Regions from separate parts of the Zea mays genome. Here all the other regions are linked to region 1. The links are chromatin contacts, called in public Hi-C maps. All regions are on one chromosome and are shown on one strand. The core of a region is the stretch at or near the end of the contact, and the rest is flanking DNA. Distances in the headings are between cores, read along the strand shown.

Region 1 (3,010 bases), core at 348-2,847:
TGCGCCAGGCATGACTCCAGGAAGTCCTCGCGTCGAGAGGCAGGCTCAGGCTGGCGACGCTCGTGTGGCGATGGATGGCAGTGTCAGAGAGGGCGCAGGGAGGAGACATGGGATGAAGGGGAGGAGGGATCGGCAGGGATGAGAGACGCGATGGGGTAGGGGCTCCATCGCACGGTTGAGATTGCATAAAGGCAAATTGGACGGTTAAGATTGCAGAACGGCAGAACCAGGGTAGGCAGGCTACCCCTTTGCAGCCTTAATATACTGCACCGGTTTAAATGATCTTTATTCGTTTTCCCCGTTTCCTCTCCTTTGCTGTGTTGTTACTTTCGGCAAGCACATCTCATCTGGTGAGCACATCTCATATTGATATTGTTGGTTAAAGTTTGGTTATTCTTGGATTCAAAATAACACGATGAGTTGTGTTCTTGTAGGTAGGCTATGATATGTTTCTGACACATTTTTTGCTAATGGCTTCTAGGAAACGACACAAGATTGGTGAGGTGATCGCCAAATCTTGCCTGGAGAAAGGGATCTCCAAAGTTGTCCTAGATCGAGGCAGATTCCTCTACCATGGTGCGTAAAAGCTCTTGTTGATTCTGCTAGAGAGCACGTGCTTGAATTCTGAATCCGTCCAAATGTGTGTTCATATATATCTTCAGGATCACCTATAATCTTTTCCCTTTTTTCTTTAACTACGTATGTCGAGCAGGGTTGTTTACAGTTTGTTTTCGTTTATGTTCTTCAATATTCCAGGCATAAATGATAGAACTCGGTGCTAGAAGCAGTTCCGCATGTTGTCCACCCTAAGGACGATGGCTTGATAGGATGGCCTTCCATTTGGAGCAGATGATATTGTGCTCTTATGCTTAAGAGTGGGTCGTAGGGTTCATGGGCTCTCTCCAGTTTGACAGAGTGAGATGCTTAACATGAGTAGATTAGGCGGTGGCAGGAATTCCGCTGTGCTGATTAGTTTCTCGGGAGAGTAAGGCACTTACATTGTTCTCGATTAGCAACGTGTATACCTCATCGCTCCTTGTCGTAGGCCTTACAGCTCGTGCTTCGGCTTTCATGCAACCCCCCTCCTTGCTTCGATTAGCAACACATGATTAGAATTATTTCTGTAGGTTTTGGTAGATAATGCTTTATAGTAGTAGAGATTAGATGTTAGAAAAGAATATTTTAGATATTGAGGTCGATGATTATCTTGTTCGTTTTCATGTACCGTTTTGCACTAACATTCTATCGAATAATTTATATATCATCGCGACATTGCAATGTGTAGTGGTGAAATAGTTAGATTAAAATAATAAAATTTATGTATGATAAAATCACAAACGGATTACGAAACCTTTTCTTTTTACAGTATATCACATTTATACATAAATTATCTTGGTATTATATATAAGTTATCTTTGTATTATATATTCCCGTTGCAACGCACGATCACTCGTTGGGCGAGGGGCGCGTGGGGGCAACGCGACCTCGGCCGCTCGGGGAAGGGTCGGTCCACACACGCCGCTCGCGCTTCGCGTCGGTTTTATGCACGACTCCTTTTCGCACCCGGCTGGCCGGCTCCCCACCTGCTCGCCTCTCGCTCCGAAGCTTCTCCTCTCGCGTATCCTACCAGGAGGGTGGGAGACCCAGGGAGCGGAGGTGTGCGAAGCTCGCCTCGCACCACGCGCTGCGGCCTGCGGGGCGAGAGATCGGGGCCTGAGCTAGGGTCTGGTGGCGGAGATGTCGACGCCGGCGAGGAAGCGCCTGATGCGGGACTTCAAGCGCCTGCAGCAGGACCCGCCCGCCGGCATCAGCGGCGCGCCGTACGACAACAATATCATGCTCTGGAACGCCGTCATATTCGGGTATCAGCCCGCCTATTTCTGTGATGTTAGGTTAGCTAGCCTAAGGATCTAGTGAGGCGTGAGGCCGCGATACTTTTGGTGGGTTTTAATGCTGACTGTGCTTTTTCTCTTGGTGTTTGTTGCGATTCTGCAGGCCGGATGACACGCCGTGGGATGGAGGTGAGACCCATCCGATTTAGTTTGGCTCGATCTGTAATTGTTCAATAGCTGGCGTCTGCATTTTTTGGGTACTGCCAATGTCGTTAGTTGATGATTGGTTGACTGAAATACTGAATTCTACCTTATATGCCGACTGTTCTATAGTTGTGCACGATAGGTCCCAAATTTCTCGTCTGATTTGCATCTCGAAGCATATATGCAAACAAATGTTAACGAACTGCAAATATTAACCTCTACGAGCTTAAGAACAAGCTGCCTGCATAGAATCCGTGCTTCACTTGCATGCTTTCATGATGAAGGTATCTTCCAGTTGTTTCGTTCCTTATGCACCGTTTTCCAAAAAAAAAGAGCCTGGTCTGTAATGCCTTTTTTGTTCTTTATTAATGCTAACGGTTGTCACAAGTTACCAAAGGGAAGGCATGTCTGATTGACATGAAAGATATTAATAGTTAAACTCTGAATATGTGTGTTTTGCCAAGCATACTACTACATCTAGCTTTTATTATCTTTCTTATACAGCTAATAAAAGGCAAACATCATAGCATTGGGAAGTTGGAATTGTAAATTGTCTTGTTGTTTTTGACATCAACATGGTCTTCAATAATTGTTTACAATAGGCGCCATATTTCTCGTTTGATTTGGAACCTCGAAGTGAAGATGCAAATCAATGGATACGAACTATGAATATTTACCCCTACGAGCTTAGGAACAAGCTGCCTACTTAGGAACCTTGCATTTATTTGCATCATTGCATGTTTTCCTGATATAGGAGCCTTGCAGTTGTGTCATCCCTTTTATATTGTTTACCGAATAAGTTTTTTTTTCTCGAAACACGCAGCAGAGCTGCGTATAATTTATATTAAGAAAGAGAAAGGTCTTACCGAATAAGTAAAGCTGTGATGCCTTTATTTTTTGTTCTTTAGATGCTAACGATTGTCAGAAGCTACCAAAGGGAAACATGTTTGTTTGACATATTATTTAGTCAATTC
Region 2 (3,010 bases), core at 251-2,750, 390 kb before region 1:
ATAAATTTGCATATGCATTATCTATTGGAGAAACAAAATTTTGTATGTCACACATATATATTGTTCATTAAACAAATAGCTAAATGACTCAAAAAATTATTTGCTTGTTAGAGTTAGGGCTAGAAAAACACAAGTGCATGCTTTGTTTTGCTGACAAATGCTAGCTCATTCGAGCTAAGGAGTTGGCTCGAGCTGGCTCGTTAACAAACCAAGCTAATATGCTAGCTCAGCTCGTGACAAAATTAAAACGAACTGAGTCGAGCCGAGCCGAGCTGACCATAAATCGAGCGAGCTGACGAGCCATGAGTATTTTGTCCAGCCAACAAGGGTAACCGAGCCATAAGTAATTTTGGGGTTTCAAAAAGTATGGACTGAACTTTGGTCTATATTTTTTTATTCCGGAATTTTTAAAACCCAAATTGATCGAACCAATTTCTAGTGACATTAAAGGGATCAGTATAGATTTTGATGGTATCGAAGGGATTTGCTTTAAATGGAACTAACGACGTTAGCTTCAAACTAACGGAGACGGTATTTAAGAGATTAAAATTTAAATTTAATGATATTGAATGGAGGTTATGAATTCTAATGACATTAAAGGGATTGATATAAGTTTGGATGGCATCGAAGGGATTTAATCCCTTGAAAGCATCTTTAGTTCACAGATTGCCCGTAGCCAGTTCGTATGCAGCCAGGCCGTCCAGAGACGGTTATTTGGGCCGTACGAGTGGATGCAGCCAAATAACTTCAAAATAACTTATGTTGCATTCACTCGTGCAGCACCACGTCTTTCACGTGCAGGTAATTAAACATATGCTGAACAAAGTTTACGCACGTGATGATTCAGGATAAGAATATGCGGGCAACCAATCATGATCTAGGTATATGTACTTTAGAACGCTTGCGCATGATATTGACTTTCTAGCTATAGCTATCGTACTAGTTTGCAAGAAGCATCTTGTATATATAATGTATTTATTTTTTTTGTTGATGAAACAGTAGCAGCCATGCCTTTCGATCTCTATAGATGGGATTCGCCTTAGCTTCTTGGTATGTCAGACCCCGTGAGGTGTGACATCCCAAGAAAAAAAAGGAGGGACACACAAGAAAACGGAGGCTAAAATATCCAATGGGAGCTCCAATTATAATATGATATACCGTGTGTTCCTGGAAGTTAGCTCCAATGATAATATGATATACCGTGTGTTCCTGGAAGTTGGCAAGAAGCCAAGAAAGAAACTTGTACGGTAGTAGTAGAGAGACGAAAGCAAGCTCAAGAATGGCGATCTGATCTGGTACCTTCGCCGCATCCGAGCTTGGGGCCTCTGACGGGCGTCTGGCTGCGGAGGAACTCCAGCAGCGACGTGGACGGAGCCACGCCGGCCGCCTCGTAGCGCTTGCCGTTGACGGCCAGCACCACCGTCGACGGCTCCGCTGCTCCTGCCCCCTTCCCCATCTCCTCCTCCCCCTCCACAGCACGCAACACAACACAACACAACACAACGCCCTCTGCGCGGGGAGCCGATCGATGGTGTGGTGCCCTCCTGTTTATATATACGAGTCGCTGACCTGCTCCGATCCTCCAGCCAGCCGGCCAGTGTTGTTGATGCACGCGCTGACGTCGCCAGCGGCTAGGATGCGAAAGCGTCTTCGCAGCTGCAGTGCAAGGCGCCAAGGCCTGTCAAGTCAAGAGGTGCGGGACCAGTGGCATCATGCATGTGCCTCGTGGCATATATGTTCCATAGTTACCCACGAGCACTAGGCTCTTCACATGCATTGACAACATTGACATGTGTTTGGTTGTCTGTACGGAACAAACCGACTTAAATATGTAGATGCAATCAAAGCCAAATCAAGCAACTTTGCCTCCATCCGTGGACCGACAATCAAAGCCAAATCAAGCAACTTTGCCTGCATCCGTGGAGACGCGGTGCGAGCGCATATCTAACCCGCCCAGGCCGCAACGAGTCAGACGCTCCACACACACAGACAACCAATCACATGGTTATGTATTTCTATGTCCTAAATCTAAATATATAATTTCTGTAATTTAAAAATAATTACTTTTGTAGATATTGTTGGTTAAAGTTTCAAAATATTGATTTAGACTGTCTCCGGTCGACTGTATAAAATAGAGGACGTAGAACTGTAGATGCTATTATTTGATATTGTTTACAGACTGAATATAGCATAGGACAAAGCTTCATGACTTTAGTCTTTAAGATAGGGTATTGGAGGAAGGCGGAGGCCGCGCTTTACGCATGCTTTGCAAAAACAAATGCCTTGTTCGCTGCGGCTTTAATCCGACTGCGGCTGCGACTTCTACAGTATTTTCTCTCTAGGGATTGTAGCTGCAACAGTATTTTGCAGCTGCAACAGTGCTCCGTGCAGGGCAGCCGAACGCGCTCAAATACGGCTCGTACCTTTGGGTTGAAGATGTTGCTAGTACAAAGTACAACTGTATAAGGCCACAGGCCCACAGCCCACAAGGCCACAAGTGCAAGCGATCGGGGAGATCACCAGAGATCCACGTGGGCAGTTTGATTGGCTTTAATCTGTACCTGATGTCAGCGGCGGACGGACGGTTCGCACGCTCTGCCCTGCCCCTGCATTTCTGATTTTGGTCAGCCGGCGCATAGGCCTGCTAATGGCAAAGAATCTAACCCACTCCCACCCATACTCAAATATAATAATTTTGATATCCATCCCACACTCACCCCAAAATATAAGAAGGAAATTAAATTCAACCCATCCAATAATATTATTGACCCCAAACCAACCCGTAATTGAGTGGAAACTTATGGGCCATGGAAAACCTGTGGGTTCAGCTTATTGTCTCACATTAAGCCAACTGCATACACATACACTGATACACAATAACAATTTTATATGTAGTTTTAATGACATACAAAAAACATAGTCCACGACATAAAAAACAGTGACAATAATATTATACACTGATACAAAAACAAGTTTGGTCGATGAATATTTAGGTCTTGAGAAAATAACA
Region 3 (3,010 bases), core at 302-2,801, 330 kb before region 1:
AACGCCGCAATAATTGATCCTGACATTTTGGAGATCTTGCGTACTTGATCTACAGAAATGGAAGGGGGAAAAGGTTTTATTTTTCCCCTGCTTTTTTCTGGTGTTCTGATGATATATGACGAAGAAGACCTGAAGAGCAGGAATTGGATTAGCAGTTGCCTGCCGAAACCGAGAACAGAGCGGTCTTAAATCTGGAGCCTGCTGTGCATGTATGTTTATTTAGTCTCTTCTTCTGTTCCTGGGTGTTTTGACATGAAAGCAGGCTAGATGCCTAGCCTGGGACTGGGAGCTGTCTTTTCTGGCGAAAACTGTGATCTCGCTGTTGTTGCTTTGTTAATTGGTATAATATATCGTGTCTGAATTTTCTCCTACCAGAGAGAGGGTACCTGGGACACCTGGGCTTTTATGAATCTGTACTGGGATAGTGGGACGGGATGGGATGTCCTGTCACCTGTGCCTTTCAACTTCTTGGCGCGTCAGTGACTTAGTGAAACAGACGGCTGACCTCCCAAGAAAATCGGGGAGGAGAGGAAACGAGAAAACGGAAGGCAGGCAGGCCAGGAGCGGGAACGCAAAGGGGCCGACGAAGAAGAACCAGCAAGGTTAAAATCTGGTGCGGTGAACATATATACGGTGAAGCCTACATGTACGTACGTACGTGTACGGTGTACGCGAATTCCCTCCCCGCCTATTGTCCTATTATATTCCCCATCTACTACAAAGACAGGCATCTGTGTGCTTGGCGGTCTTCTCTCCTTCCTGACGTTCAGGAACAACCAAGCTATATATACAAGCTCAGCCGCGAATCCACTAGCTGAGGAGACGAAGGCAAGAGGTATATATACAAGACTACAAGAGTGCATGCGCATCTATCTATATCCATTCCATGGTGACGTACGGCGGGCACGTACCTTCGCCGCAGCCGAGCTTGGGGCCCCTGACGGGCGTCTGGGTGCGCAGGTACTCCAGCAGCGTCGTCGACGGGTCCACGCCGGCGGCCTCGTACCGCTTGCCGTTCACGGCCAGCACCACCGCCGCCTGCTTCCCCATCTCGATCTCTCCTCTCCAACCTTCTTGACGACTCGATCTAGTTGGCTTGGCTTAGCACCACTCCACCTCGCTCTCCCCCTCCCGGACGAACTGCACCGAGAGAGAGAGCCGGAACCGGAGGCCTCGCATGCACTCACAGACGACACAGCCGCGCCACACGCCTGCCCGCGCGCCTATTCTATTATATACACGGAGCGGCGGGTCTTGCAGCCGCTGGGGCCGGGGGTGCGTGGTGAACACTGAACTGAACCGATGATGATGCACGCGCTGACGACGGCCGGAGGTGGAAAGCGATGGGCACGAATCGCGAAGGGTTTCTATAAAAAGTCGTCGCTGGCCACGTGCACGGTGCACAAGCACTGTGCAGCTAGGCCTATGACAGTATCAGCGCGATGGATGGATGGATGGATCATGGATACCGTATCCATCGGTCATGCATGCATGCACAGAACCTCTGGTCCACTGTGCCGCACCCGCACGGCCGCACCCGCACACCCGCACTGCCACCGAACGGTTGGTACTTGTGCCTGCTAACTACAGTTTCGGCATGCCGGCTACAACATGACTAGCTTATCCGCGTGGCGTACTGGCAGGCATGTGCATATGCATGCATGCATGGCACCGATCGAGCCGGCCGGCCGCCTAGTTGCTCGCGCCAAGTCAAAAGATTCGATATCCGTCTCCTTGTTCGTGGGTGCAAGGAGGCGCGGGAGGAGCTAGCTAGGGCACAGTGTGAGCACATTTGGTTGCATAGTAACAAACGGAAGATGACAAATAAAGACATAATAATAATAATAACAATAACATAGTCCACATGAAGATGATGTCGATCGTCGTTAAGGCAAAGTTTCACTCCGGCCACTATAGTTAACTCGATAGCAACAGGCACTATATACGCATCTTGCCCGCGCGCACCCACGCATAAATTTAACAAAGAGTATTACTAAAGACGCTACGACGACGACGCTGACATGAGCGCCGATCGAGAAGTAGCGATTCCGAACGTGACAGGCGGCTGTCGGGGCTATGAATTGCACGTACAGTACGTCGTCAGGTAGGGGCGAAGCCCGGATCCAAAATTAGGGAAGCAAAATTAGATTAGAGGGGACTGTTATAAGCATTTTTACACTATTTATATGAGAATTAGTATAAAAAACTAAGATCTCCTATAGAATTAGGGGAACATTAGGAGGACATTGCCCCCTGTGCCCCCCCTGCCGTCAGGTCATCTCCGGCGTCTTGGCGGGCCGTCAAAAAGGAAGGCGGGCATGCTAGTAGCTAGCTCTGGAACGCGCGCGCGTGACCGGAGTACGAGCTGGCCTGGCCTGGTGCGCGGCGAGCGGTGGCGTCCGAAACGAACCACCCGCGCCAGCAGTCCGCCCGCCACGAAGAAGACGATCACACGTACGTACGTGGCCGCGGAAACTCCCGCCCGTGTCGTCGTGTCGTGTGTGCGATGTGCCGCGCAGGTAGCCACCCGACGACCAGACCAGACTAGACGATGCCGCCCATATCTATCTATCCGCACTGTATATATACACACCGAAGCGCGCGGCCGTGCTGATGAGCGGCGGACGACGACATCCCATGCATGTCCACTCCACGTCCACGTCTCCACCCGATCCGACCCCCCGGCACGCGGGCGAGATGGCCCCCGACCAATCGCGCGGCCGGCGCGGCGTCGTTTTCTCGTGGTGCCGGCCGGATAGGGGGAAAACGAAACGAGCGCCTGTGTGGTGTGCACAAGTACACGGATGCCAACAGGCGATAGCTAGCTAGTTAGCCGCCACGCAGTGCGTGGGAGTGGGCGCCGCGATCGATCGGATTCTGATTCTGAGATGGGCTCGTACGTCTTTCCACACATCCCTTTGCCTTTAGCTTTCGCCTTTCGCAGGTCGCGGCAAGAATAATAGTCCCAGTCGACATCGTTGGGCGTTTTTCCTTTCTTTCTTTCTCCTTC

What was found. Hi-C and Micro-C count contacts between places; a contact is called where the count stands out from the background.
Region 2: a contact with region 1 is called in a Hi-C map of endosperm, with 2.7 times the contacts expected there. The contact joins the promoter of AO1 here to the promoter of LOC100192052 in region 1. A contact is called at or near these places in 3 of 25 Hi-C or Micro-C datasets (bundle sheath, ear and endosperm).
Region 3: a contact with region 1 is called in a Hi-C map of endosperm, with 2.1 times the contacts expected there. The contact joins the promoter of LOC103644157 here to the promoter of LOC100192052 in region 1. A contact is called at or near these places in 4 of 25 Hi-C or Micro-C datasets (bundle sheath, ear and endosperm).

Annotation. Positions count from the first base shown.
Region 1 is chr1:293,660,260-293,663,269 of Zm-B73-REFERENCE-NAM-5.0, forward strand. LOC100192052 (Ubiquitin-conjugating enzyme E2 2) reads left to right here and starts at 1,598. Exons shown (of 5, transcript NM_001137475.2): 1 at 1,598-1,862; 2 at 1,996-2,021. The coding sequence starts at 1,738.
Region 2 is chr1:293,270,795-293,273,804 of Zm-B73-REFERENCE-NAM-5.0, forward strand. AO1 (Indole-3-acetaldehyde oxidase) reads right to left here and starts at 1,501. Exons shown (of 10, transcript NM_001111838.1): 1 at 1,300-1,501. The coding sequence starts at 1,456.
Region 3 is chr1:293,327,784-293,330,793 of Zm-B73-REFERENCE-NAM-5.0, forward strand. LOC103644157 (indole-3-acetaldehyde oxidase-like) reads right to left here and starts at 1,552. Exons shown (of 10, transcript XM_008667350.2): 1 at 912-1,552. The coding sequence starts at 1,050.